Regions from separate parts of the Drosophila melanogaster genome. Here region 2 is linked to region 1. Evidence: chromatin contacts called from public Hi-C data. All regions are on one chromosome and are shown on one strand. The core of a region is the stretch at or near the end of the contact, and the rest is flanking DNA. Distances in the headings are between cores, read along the strand shown.

The links. Hi-C and Micro-C count contacts between places; a contact is called where the count stands out from the background.
Region 2: a Hi-C map of the OSC cell line shows a contact between it and region 1, with 3 times the contacts expected there. A contact is called at or near these places in 2 of 107 Hi-C or Micro-C datasets (the ML-DmBG3-c2 cell line and the OSC cell line) and 1 of 7 datasets of targeted methods (the Kc167 cell line).

Annotation. Positions count from the first base shown.
Region 1 is chr3L:14,069,971-14,075,085 of dm6, reverse strand. It overlaps Pex1 (Peroxin 1), which reads right to left and starts at 3,194. Exons shown (of 9, transcript NM_143759.3): 1 at 3,026-3,194; 2 at 2,825-2,951; 3 at 2,601-2,704; 4 at 2,213-2,327; 5 at 568-2,154; 6 at 313-509; 7 at 1-250. The coding sequence starts at 3,118. Frl (Formin-like) reads right to left here. Exons shown (of 9, transcript NM_001144476.3): 9 at 3,503-5,115. The coding sequence ends at 4,952.
Region 2 is chr3L:14,399,965-14,405,079 of dm6, reverse strand. CG3868 reads left to right here and starts at 2,355. Exons shown (of 3, transcript NM_140445.3): 1 at 2,355-2,511; 2 at 2,992-3,819; 3 at 4,116-4,311. The coding sequence starts at 2,382. The coding sequence ends at 4,207. stwl (stonewall) reads left to right here. Exons shown (of 2, transcript NM_001274910.1): 2 at 1-2,150. The coding sequence ends at 1,208.

The DNA of each region.
Region 1 (5,115 bases), core at 1,945-4,444:
AGCTGTCAAACTCGTCGAAGAAAAGCACACATGGTCGGGCACTGCGAGCTCGATTGAACAGGTTTCGAACATTTTCCTCGCTTTGACCAATATATTTGGCGAGCAACTCAGGACCCTTGACGGAAATGATGCGCAGGTTCCACGATGTGGCCAACTGAGAGACCAGATAGGTTTTACCTGTTCCTGGTGGCCCATATAGAAGTACTCCGGCCTGGTTGCGCAGTGGAGAGGCGTTAAAAATGGTTGGATACTGTAAGAAATTAATGATTTATTAAATTTTAGAAAAAAACATATATTTCGTTTAAAACTCACCCTTGATGGCCACATAAGGACCTCCTCCAGAACTCCCACAACTGACTCCAGGCCAGGCAACTCCTCGACGCGCATTTCATTGGCATCGGCATCATTGCCAGTTCTTTGATTGCTCTGAATGCCCTGCAGGCAGTACGAGTTTGTGTGCTCCAGGGACTCAATAAGCTGATCATTGGTCAGAAGAGGCTGGGTCTTGCCTGGAAAAAAGGGAATTTAACATGATAAAGTTGCTTACTAACACTACAAACTACTCACTTATGCGATAAGCATAAAATATTGCACGCTCCACGAACTGAACAAGATCACATTTCCGGTAGCCCTCCGTGAGGTTGGAGAACTTAACAAGATCCAGGTCCTTGGCCACATTGATATGGCTGCACAGCTCTCGAAGAATTATCTCTCGATCTGCTCGTTCCAAATTGGGCAGACGAGCAACAGTCTGGAAGACATGTCTTCCCCTTGGTGAGCTCAATCGCTTATTGAGGGTCTGCAACTCGTTGACGGTGGCGATTACTGCAATAGCGTTGTTGGTGGTATACTGAACAATCAACTGATACACAGTATCCGCCATGCGATTGTAGTACTCTCCATCCTGACTGGACTGCTCTCCAGCAGCGTGGGCCAGTACATCCAAGTTTTCTAGCACAACAATGGCGGGGGCATGCTGCAGGCAGCTGGTAAAAATGTTGCGAAGATCTTTTTGGATGGACTCCGTCTTGCGGCCTTTGCTTCGCGATCCGTGGAAGAACTCGAAGTGACAATAATCCGGCTTGCGTGACAGCTGGTCCAAAATGCGCTCCACAAGAACTGTTTTACCCGTTCCCGAGGCACCAGCGAGTAGGACATTGCACTGACGCATGACGGAATTGTCAGCACTGAGGCATAGATTCATTCGCAATTCCTGAACTACCTGATCCACAATCTTATCGTACTCCGGTAACTGGATGAGATCCTGAACACTTAGTGGCGATGTCGGAGGCGTCTCCTCCTTAATAATCTCGCCAACCGGACGCACCAGATCTGCTGCGTAGATCTTGGACTCCTTCAGAAACTGCGCGTCCACCACGCAATAACGAAAGTGTTCTGGTAAAATTCCAACAGTAACCAGTAAATCGTCCTCCAGCCGTACCACCTCCTCCTGGTTGAAGAGCATCGGCTTGTGCTGAGTTCTCTCTATCACAAATCGCTTAAATGCGTTCTCCATGATTTTGTAGTGCGTCTTCTTGTTGGCAAATAGCTCAATTTTTTCTACAAAGTTAACTACGGTAGTTTTAGGTCTTAGAACCACTCGTTCCAATTCCTTAATACCCAGCAACTTCATAAGATTGGCATTTAGTTCGATCGATGGATGAATGGTTTCTGGTAGATCGTCCTCAATATCGTCTTCTACTGTGCGCACTCTCACATAGTAATCCTTGTCGGCTGCGGTGTGCATGCAATAGAATAGATCTAGATCAAAGAACTCAGGCAGATGCTTTCCGTTCACAAACACATCCGACTCCTGGGCCTGCTCCCGCCATAGACCTCGAATGACACGAAATTCGAAGCTACGCGAGCTTTCGCGGCGCAAGTCCTTTTTAAGACGCTCCATGTGATCCTGACGCTTGTTACGCTGAATAGTATTTTTCACATTGGACACCGTGGAGGAATGGGTCAACGGTGTTAACTTTTCAGTCAGCTCATCCTTGACCTGGGCAGTGGTTTTACTTCTGGAGAGTTTTGTGTTTTCCTCTATAACACCATTTGAAGTTCCATTGGTCAGACCCTTGTACAGATTGGGCGCCACCACGAGTTCCGTATTGTGATCTATTCTCCCGTAGTTCATGTGCGGCTTCAGACGATCTAACAAAATGGTTTCCAAATTAATACAAACGACATTTCGTTGATGGCATATATTTACCCACTGTCAGCGCAACTTGCATCGACTTATTAATCCAAACAATAAGGATCTGCGTTGAATTCACTATGCGAGTTTGTTCCAGCACACTGCCCGATATCTTTTCAGTGCTAAGTTCCTGCAAAAACGTGTGTTTTCATATTAATAAAAGCAAGTATATGAATTAAGCCCCTTACAGAAAGGGGAAATCTGATTAAAGGTTAATTAATTGGTTAATTTAATCCAATCAATTCAGCGGGTCAATGGCAATGCCGGCCAAGCAATGGCAGTATAAATAAAGACCAAGCGCACGCCCGCGCCAAATGCTAATCCGATATAAACGGACTTGTCTATTTTTAAGCTGACCGCTGATTGCTGGCCACGCCGCCAAGCAGGCGAAACCGTCACTCACTATGATCTCCCAGTCCTTGGACGAGACGGGGGTAACGTGGACGCTGCGCAGGTTGAGAACGTCAGCGATGAGCGCACACTTGACCAGATCATTCTCGTGCAGACCTACGGCAAGAAAGGGTAAGTGGGTGCTGCTAGCGTACGAGGTACGGGGCAGATGGCCGGAGTCCAATATTACGGCACATTGGCAACCGATGCACATCCGGCCGTTAAGTAATGGCTTACCGATCTCCTTGGCCGCTCTGGCATTGATCCCAATCTCGGTGTCTTTAATGCCGCCGCCGCCCTTTTGTGGCGCCCAGGAGGCGTAATGCGTCCGACCATTGTACTGCAAGCTCAGGCAGCCCGTGTCCTAATCAGAATGGTTCACCGGATTAATCTTTGGCGTATCTAATCTGAATGGAGCGAAGACCTTTAGACACTTACATAGGTCGAAACGACGCCGTAGTACTGATCCGGCAGCAGAACAAAGTTGCTCCTGATGGGCCGATAGACCACCTTAAAAGTGCGTTTGAACATTCTCGTTGTGGGCGTGTGTGAATTTAGTACGCTCCTTCCTGGTTTAAATCATTTTCGCACTAAACTTCTGCTCTCAGCGGAATTTACTTTTGCTTTATTAGAGATGGGAGCTCGCGCATCAGCTGAGCCGATACTTGCGCAACAGGTGAGACAGCTGATTAGAGATGGCCCTTTTCAACTGTTCCCAGCAGTGACCGCTGCCATAACCGTTTTTCAAATTTACGTGAGAACAGACATAAAATAAATATTACAGCTCGTAGTAAATGTTATTCTATATTTAAAAGGAAATTGTAATAGTTAAAACTTGCAATGAATCAGTTACGTTCAAAAAAGGAAACACACTTTAGTTTTTGGCTAGTTTATTGGGTTAATAATATTTTATTTAAAATAGTTCGAGTGTTCAATATAGTCATGTAAATGTGTACAAAAGATCCGGCATTTTATATTTAATATATCGATTTCCCTTCACTTTCGCTCCTCGTATACCATGCTGGCGTCTTATCAAATTAAATAACACAATATTTAAAAACTAACAATGCAGAGCGTGCTAATCGTGTATGTTTGCATTAAAACGTTGCGAACTTATCTCCTCTTGCGCTTTTTCCTTATTTTTGCAAATTAAACAGAAAAAGATATTGAAAGGATATGTATGCATAAGGATGCCGATGGCACTTGTAAATATTTAAATACAATAAAACTGTGCTTATAGTTCAACTAAATTCGTTATTGCATTTTTTAAATATATATCTAAGTATCTAAATATCGCGAGAAGACACTATCCAAAAGAGATTACAAAAGCTTTTCAGTTTAATTTGCGTGTAATGTTCTGCTGCTTTATAGTAAACTGCTTTATATCAGTCTTCTTCAATTTGTTGTTGTTCGTGAGAATAAATTGGCATATAAATGGAATATATTTTAATATTGTTTAATATATCCTTTGTATAAAAATTTGAATAAAATTTTATAAAATGTGTGGTTCATTTAGTGTAAAATATTCTAAAAATCATTTCTTCTGGCATGCAATATTTTGGCGTTCGTTTGGACTTTCGTAGCTGGCTGTGTGCGGAGTGAAAAAATAACAACATAAATATTCGATTAAATAGAAAAATATACAAAAGTTTAATGCGTTTTACTCTCTTCTCATACAATTCAATGCTTATTTGACTTACTAATTTCATAAAATTAATTAAAATTCGGAATTACATATGTAGGCTCTCTATATTCATGCGGATTTGCCATCTCGGATGGATGCAGCAAGTATTTCGTATTTGGTTAAAACGTAAGTTTAAAAAATATAATTAAATAGCACATATATAATTTGATATATATGTAAGTATATGTATGTACACAGGGTAAGAGTTAAATCATTATTTAACAACAAAAGATTTGATAAATACACCATTCGAATTTTCAAGTTCAACTTAAGATCTAAGCTTAAGCTTAAGATCTTAAGCAATCAAATTAAAATGCGGTTTTTAAAACAAAATTTTGGCGATATAAATGTTTCTCAAAATTGTAGGCGAGATTCACAGAATGGATGTTGTGCTTGTGCTATAAAAGTTCCGTTCGGAATTGAGACTCCAGTATACGGTTATGTTGGACTTTACTTAAAAATATATTGAAAAATATTCGAAAATATAAGGATTTGCATAAAAGGGAATGTGAATTTGTGTATGTGTAAGAGTGTCTCGAAAACAATTTAATCGCCTAATCACATATTGCAGTATCTGTAATGTTCTCTTTTTGTTTCGGTTTCAGTGTGAATTTTGATTTTCGATTCGTTGCCATTGCCCCGTCGTCGTCATTGCGTCGATCTCTATCTCGTTTTCCGTCCTAACAATCCATTTCCTCCAGGGTGCGCGATAAACGATTATTGTCGATCCTCCGGCGCTGCGACCGCCGCACAGCATCCGCCCGCCTGTACGGCTCGCTCTTCAGGCCGAGCAGGATGTCCTCCAGGGCTCCGTTGTACACCTCGTCCTGCTGCAGCAGCTTTT
Region 2 (5,115 bases), core at 1,106-3,605, 330 kb before region 1:
TGGAAACCTTTGATGATGCTACCGATTTCCCAACGTCTAAAGAACTGCAGCATTTTAATATAAACACTCCTTCAGGATTTGAGCACATTACAGATCCGGAACTTCGATTGGTCAGGGAGCTAGTCAGCATGGTGAGCGCGGCTAAGGTTACCCTAATTAGACCGCCAGGAGAAGCTACAGCTATAGCTACAGCTTCCCGCAGTGGAATTGCTCCTGAGGTACAGCGAGGACCCCGAACAAATATGACACGCCAAGTCATTCAGAGGGTATACAAGCCAGGCACTGGACAAGAGATCGCCCCCACCAGCCCGGCGGGTGGACTAGATAAGAGGTTGTTCAGGTTAGCGGCTATGGGTGGTAAACCGAATGGCAACTTGAGTGCCACTCAGGAAATTTTGCGCAAGGATAGTGTTGACAGTAACCATAGTGTGGTCAAGGTGGCCAACCACGCCCCAACAGGCAGTCCCAAAGGAGCTGCTGTAGTGGCTGCTATAAGGCCGCAGGGTTCATTGATCAACAGTTTCTTTGGACAAGGCAATGGACCGACGACGGCCAAGGGAGCTGCCTCCGAGAATATCCGCGCCATGTCCAGGAGGTATTCCGTGTGCGGTAGCAGCAATCCACCCAATGCCCAAAACGCTAGCCAAGGTTCCGCCAATGGCAGCACCATAAACTCCAATGCTAGCGCTATGGAAGCGTCTATGCTTAAGCGGCGATTGATAGCAGCTGGGCATGGAATGGTGCCACCTACCCAACGCCCTCGGTATTCTGCCGTAGGTGCTAGTCAAATGACCACTGCATCGCAAGGCAGCAGTTTACTAGTGAGGAAGTCTGTGGGCTGCGTTCCTGCTTACCAAAAGCAAATCTCACCCACTGGCGGTGCCTCCCTGCTTCAGAAAACTCCGCAGATTGCCAGTGTGCAAGGATCTGCCTTCAATGACTTTGCCCAGCCCAAGCCCGCTGCAACGGCCTCTGTAAACGGCGAAGAAAGTTCGCCTACCTCGGCGCTGAAGCGCAGCTTGGTGGTGGCTAATACCAAAACCTCCTTTCAGGACCTTCTTCAGCAGGCCAGTCAGACGGTGCAGAGAAATAAAATTGAATCCTCGGAGACAGCAGCCACTATTGCTGCGGATGATTTTTCGCTGGACAACCTTAAGCGAGAGCCAGTGGATCCCGCGGAGGATCACAATGACATACTCGGTGTTTAAGACCAGGCCAAAGAAATTTCCGAGTATTGATTAAAGAGTAAAGAATTAAGACAGATTCATTAAATCGTAAATAACACGTTGAAAAATTGTTAAGCTATCTAATGCACTTATAATGTTGCGTTAAACATTTTTTATAGTTCCCTATAATTTTAAGAATTTCGAATTTTTTTTTTTTGGAAAAAGTTTTTAACTTTTTCTATTTTGTTCATAATTTTTTAGACGATAGAAAACCGACAGTTTTGTTCAAAATTTGCACAAGAAAAATGATTAATGAGAAATCGAATCTTAACTTTATTTCACATTTTCTAGTTATATATATCGAATAAAAATTGCCCTTATAAGTTAAACAAAAAGGACAACTGAAAAAATATTTAAATATGTTTTTATGGAAATATATTTCTATACATAGTTAGGTCAAAGTCACTAGAATATTATTCTAATGTCTTTGGTTAGGTAGTGAAATATATTGCAGTACATTTATGCGAAACAACCATCACGAAAATTTGAAAATTAGTTTGGTTGGTGAACCAAACTGGAGGGTGGGTGCTCCAGACGTTGTTCTAGCAGAGACATAAGTAAAATTATGAAAATTAATTAATTCTAATAATTATGACAATATCTTTGGTTCGGGTACCGATTCTGGAGTATTTCCAAAGCTTCAGAGTATTTAGATACTGATCAATAATATTAAATTGTTTTTATCAATACATCAGTGAGTCGGTGGAATTAACAGTTCCAAAGCACACAAACTGATGCAATTACCACTATCAGGATATATACGTGGACCTAACTACGAAGTAACACATCATCGATAACAGAAGATTAGATATGAAAACGCTGACGCAGCTAAGAAAAGCCTAAACATAACAATTCAGTAATAACATAAAACCTTCTTGTATTTATAAATAGAATAAAAAAATAAATTTGCAAATTTGATCAAACGTAATTCCAACGTTATTGAAATACTTCCCGTTTTGGGTGAACCACCGGTAAAGATTTACAAGGTACCAGTACCATTCAATATGCTGTTCTTTTTGCACATTTGGCTGGGAATCTAATCTGGAGAGGTCTACCGCGAATGGGCCGTAAATAAGGGAGTCAGTGCCCAGATAAGGCAGCTATATAACCTCTCTTCAAGTGGCCGCGAGGTTCAGTCGAATTCGAGACATCACCATGAAACTCTTTGCCATTTGTGCCCTCCTCATCCTTCCGCTGGTAAGCGGTGGAATCGTGCCACGCACACCTACTAGGCACTTTGTGGCCTACGAGATCCATTCTACCCATAATCTCCCCCAGATGGAAGGTAAGAGACAGTATTAGTTATACCAGATGGTACAATTCGCTGGATGGATTACGCTTAGCATTTGGATAGAACGACTTGCACAGAAATACATACGCATTTCTTATTAAAAACAAAAACAAGGTGTCTTTGGAAATTTGAAATTTTTAACATATCAAGACTAATCACCAGCTGTCTAGACAAGGTAATCAACTAAATTCGAAAGCTACTCGTAAATCATTATAATCGCTAAAAAGTATAGAAGTATGAACATGTCCGTCTGACCGTCCGTCCGTGTGTCTGACTTATGAATCTCGGACTGAGTTTATTTACTAAAATTTCCCTGCCAACTCTACTCGGTCTTGCCCATTCTATCGAAATGCCACAAAGTGTTTTGAATTCTTCCTGTTTGAGTAAAGGGTATCTGATAGTCGTTCTATCTAGTTGCAAAATGAACAGTAAGTAATCCAATTACAAAAATTATTTTTTGTTGTATCCGCTTAGCCATCGTCCAGAAGATGCAGATCCTATTCCAGAACATGATTCCGGATATGTCCGTGTTGGCCGACGCTGTCGCCGTACCCGACATGTCCGTTCAGTCGGATGCGGGTGTGCTGCCGGATATGTCGGTGGCCACTGACGCCGATGAGACCCCCAGGAGGCGCTCCGCAGAGTTAAAGGTCGCTCCGATCGCCAAGATCGCCGCTCCCATGATCGCTAAGATCCCCGATATGTCTGTCCAGGCTGACGCCGGCTTAATCCCCGACATTTCCGTGGCTTCCGATGCTGATGAAACTCCCAAGCGCGCTTCCTTTGGTCTAAAGAAGCCCCTGCTAGACAGAATTGCCGGTGCCATTGCTAAGATGGATGCCGATCTGATTCCCGATATGTCCGTGGCCACCGATGGTGCTGACACCCCCAAGCAGGCTGTTTCCGGTGACAAAGCTCTCCCAAAAATGACCAAGGTCTCTGGTGGCGAGCCAGTGGAGATTAAGACCCATGCCGACGCCGATCAAATTCCCGACATGTCCGTTGCCTCCGATGCTGATGATACCCCAAGGAAGGTTGCAGCTAGCCTCAAGACCCTGCCCAAAATGACCAAGGTCTCTGGAGGCAAGCCAGTGGAGATCATGACCCATGCCGATGACGGTCTTATTCCCGACATGTCCGTTGCTTCAGACGCCGACGTGACCCCCAAGCAGACTGTTGCCGGTCTCAAGGCCCTGCCCCAGTTGACCAAGGTTTCCGGAGCCAATCCCGTAGAGCCGATTTCCCAAGCTAATGCTGATCTGGTTCCCGATGTGTCCGTGGCTTCCGATGCTGAGGATAAGGGTAAGTAATATTGTTTTAAAAAAGTATTACCCATTTTAAATAAACTTCAATTTGGCGAAAAAATTTATTTAAAAAAGAAATAACCTAGAAAGTTACTCCTTAAAAATATATTATGTGCAATTTTTTGTCATGACTTCTGGTAATATTAAATTTCTGCTCATAACATTGATAAGGATAAATATTTTTGAGAGCAAGATATTGTACGATATATATATCGTACATAATATTGCTTAAGTATTCATAAGATTAACTTTGGTATTTAAATTTAAATTCAATTTCAAAATTCTTTCTTATAGCTGCCAATCAGCTGCCCGATATCTCTGTGGCTGGCGATGCCAAGTTTGATCCCAAGATGACTCTTGCTGCCCTTTTGGCCACGATCCACTAAATAACTCTGCCCCGATTAAAACGCAAAATTATTCAAATCTAACTGGTTGTGTGCTATTGTATTCTTAAGTCTTTATACGATTTTTAATTAATTTTTAAAAAAGCAATAAGCAGCTGGTTTTATTTTGGTTTTCATTTACTATCAGCAATTGATTGGAGTTATCTGACTGGGTTGATTTAGTATAAATTTCCTATCGCTCGTTGTCTTGTTCAGATTGAAACCAAGTTGGACGTCAGCGATTAGGAATTTTGAAATTGGTGATGCTCACTATAACATTTTTAGAAATGGGTATTTTACCAGAATAAGTGGTTATTCTGGCTTTAAGATTTATTTATGGATGGTCCATTTTTACCATTTTGATTAAACTGAATACTCCCTACTAACTCCATTTGTGCCATCTGAACAGATTTCTCCTATTTATTTTACTGAAGAAATTTTATTTGTATACAGATGCCTAAGCTTGGAAGGGAAGACACAAATGGGCCGGACATAATCCAAGTTCAGGCTTTGCATGTTGGCCAAGAAAAGGCTGATTAGTTTTGGCCCTGGTCTAACCTCCCAACTAACAAATAAAATTAGTTTTTTTTCTCGGTCGGGATAGCTGGGAGGCGGAGGTGTATTGTATCGCTTGCTATTTATAAAAAGGAATTAACGGCAAAAACCGGACCCACACACAAAAGTGCCCCGAATGTGATCCCAATGTGGCACATGGCCATAAACAACGCAGGGGTGCGGATGAAGAGTTCGTTCGGAGTGAGGACTCCATGACAGAGATGCCAACTTGGCAGATTTGTTTTAAAGTATTCACTTCTATTTATCGGAAAATTAGGAAAATAAATAACCAAATATTATAGTAATACGACTTGTTAAATTAGCAATTATACTTCATTTCATATGGTCCATTTTTC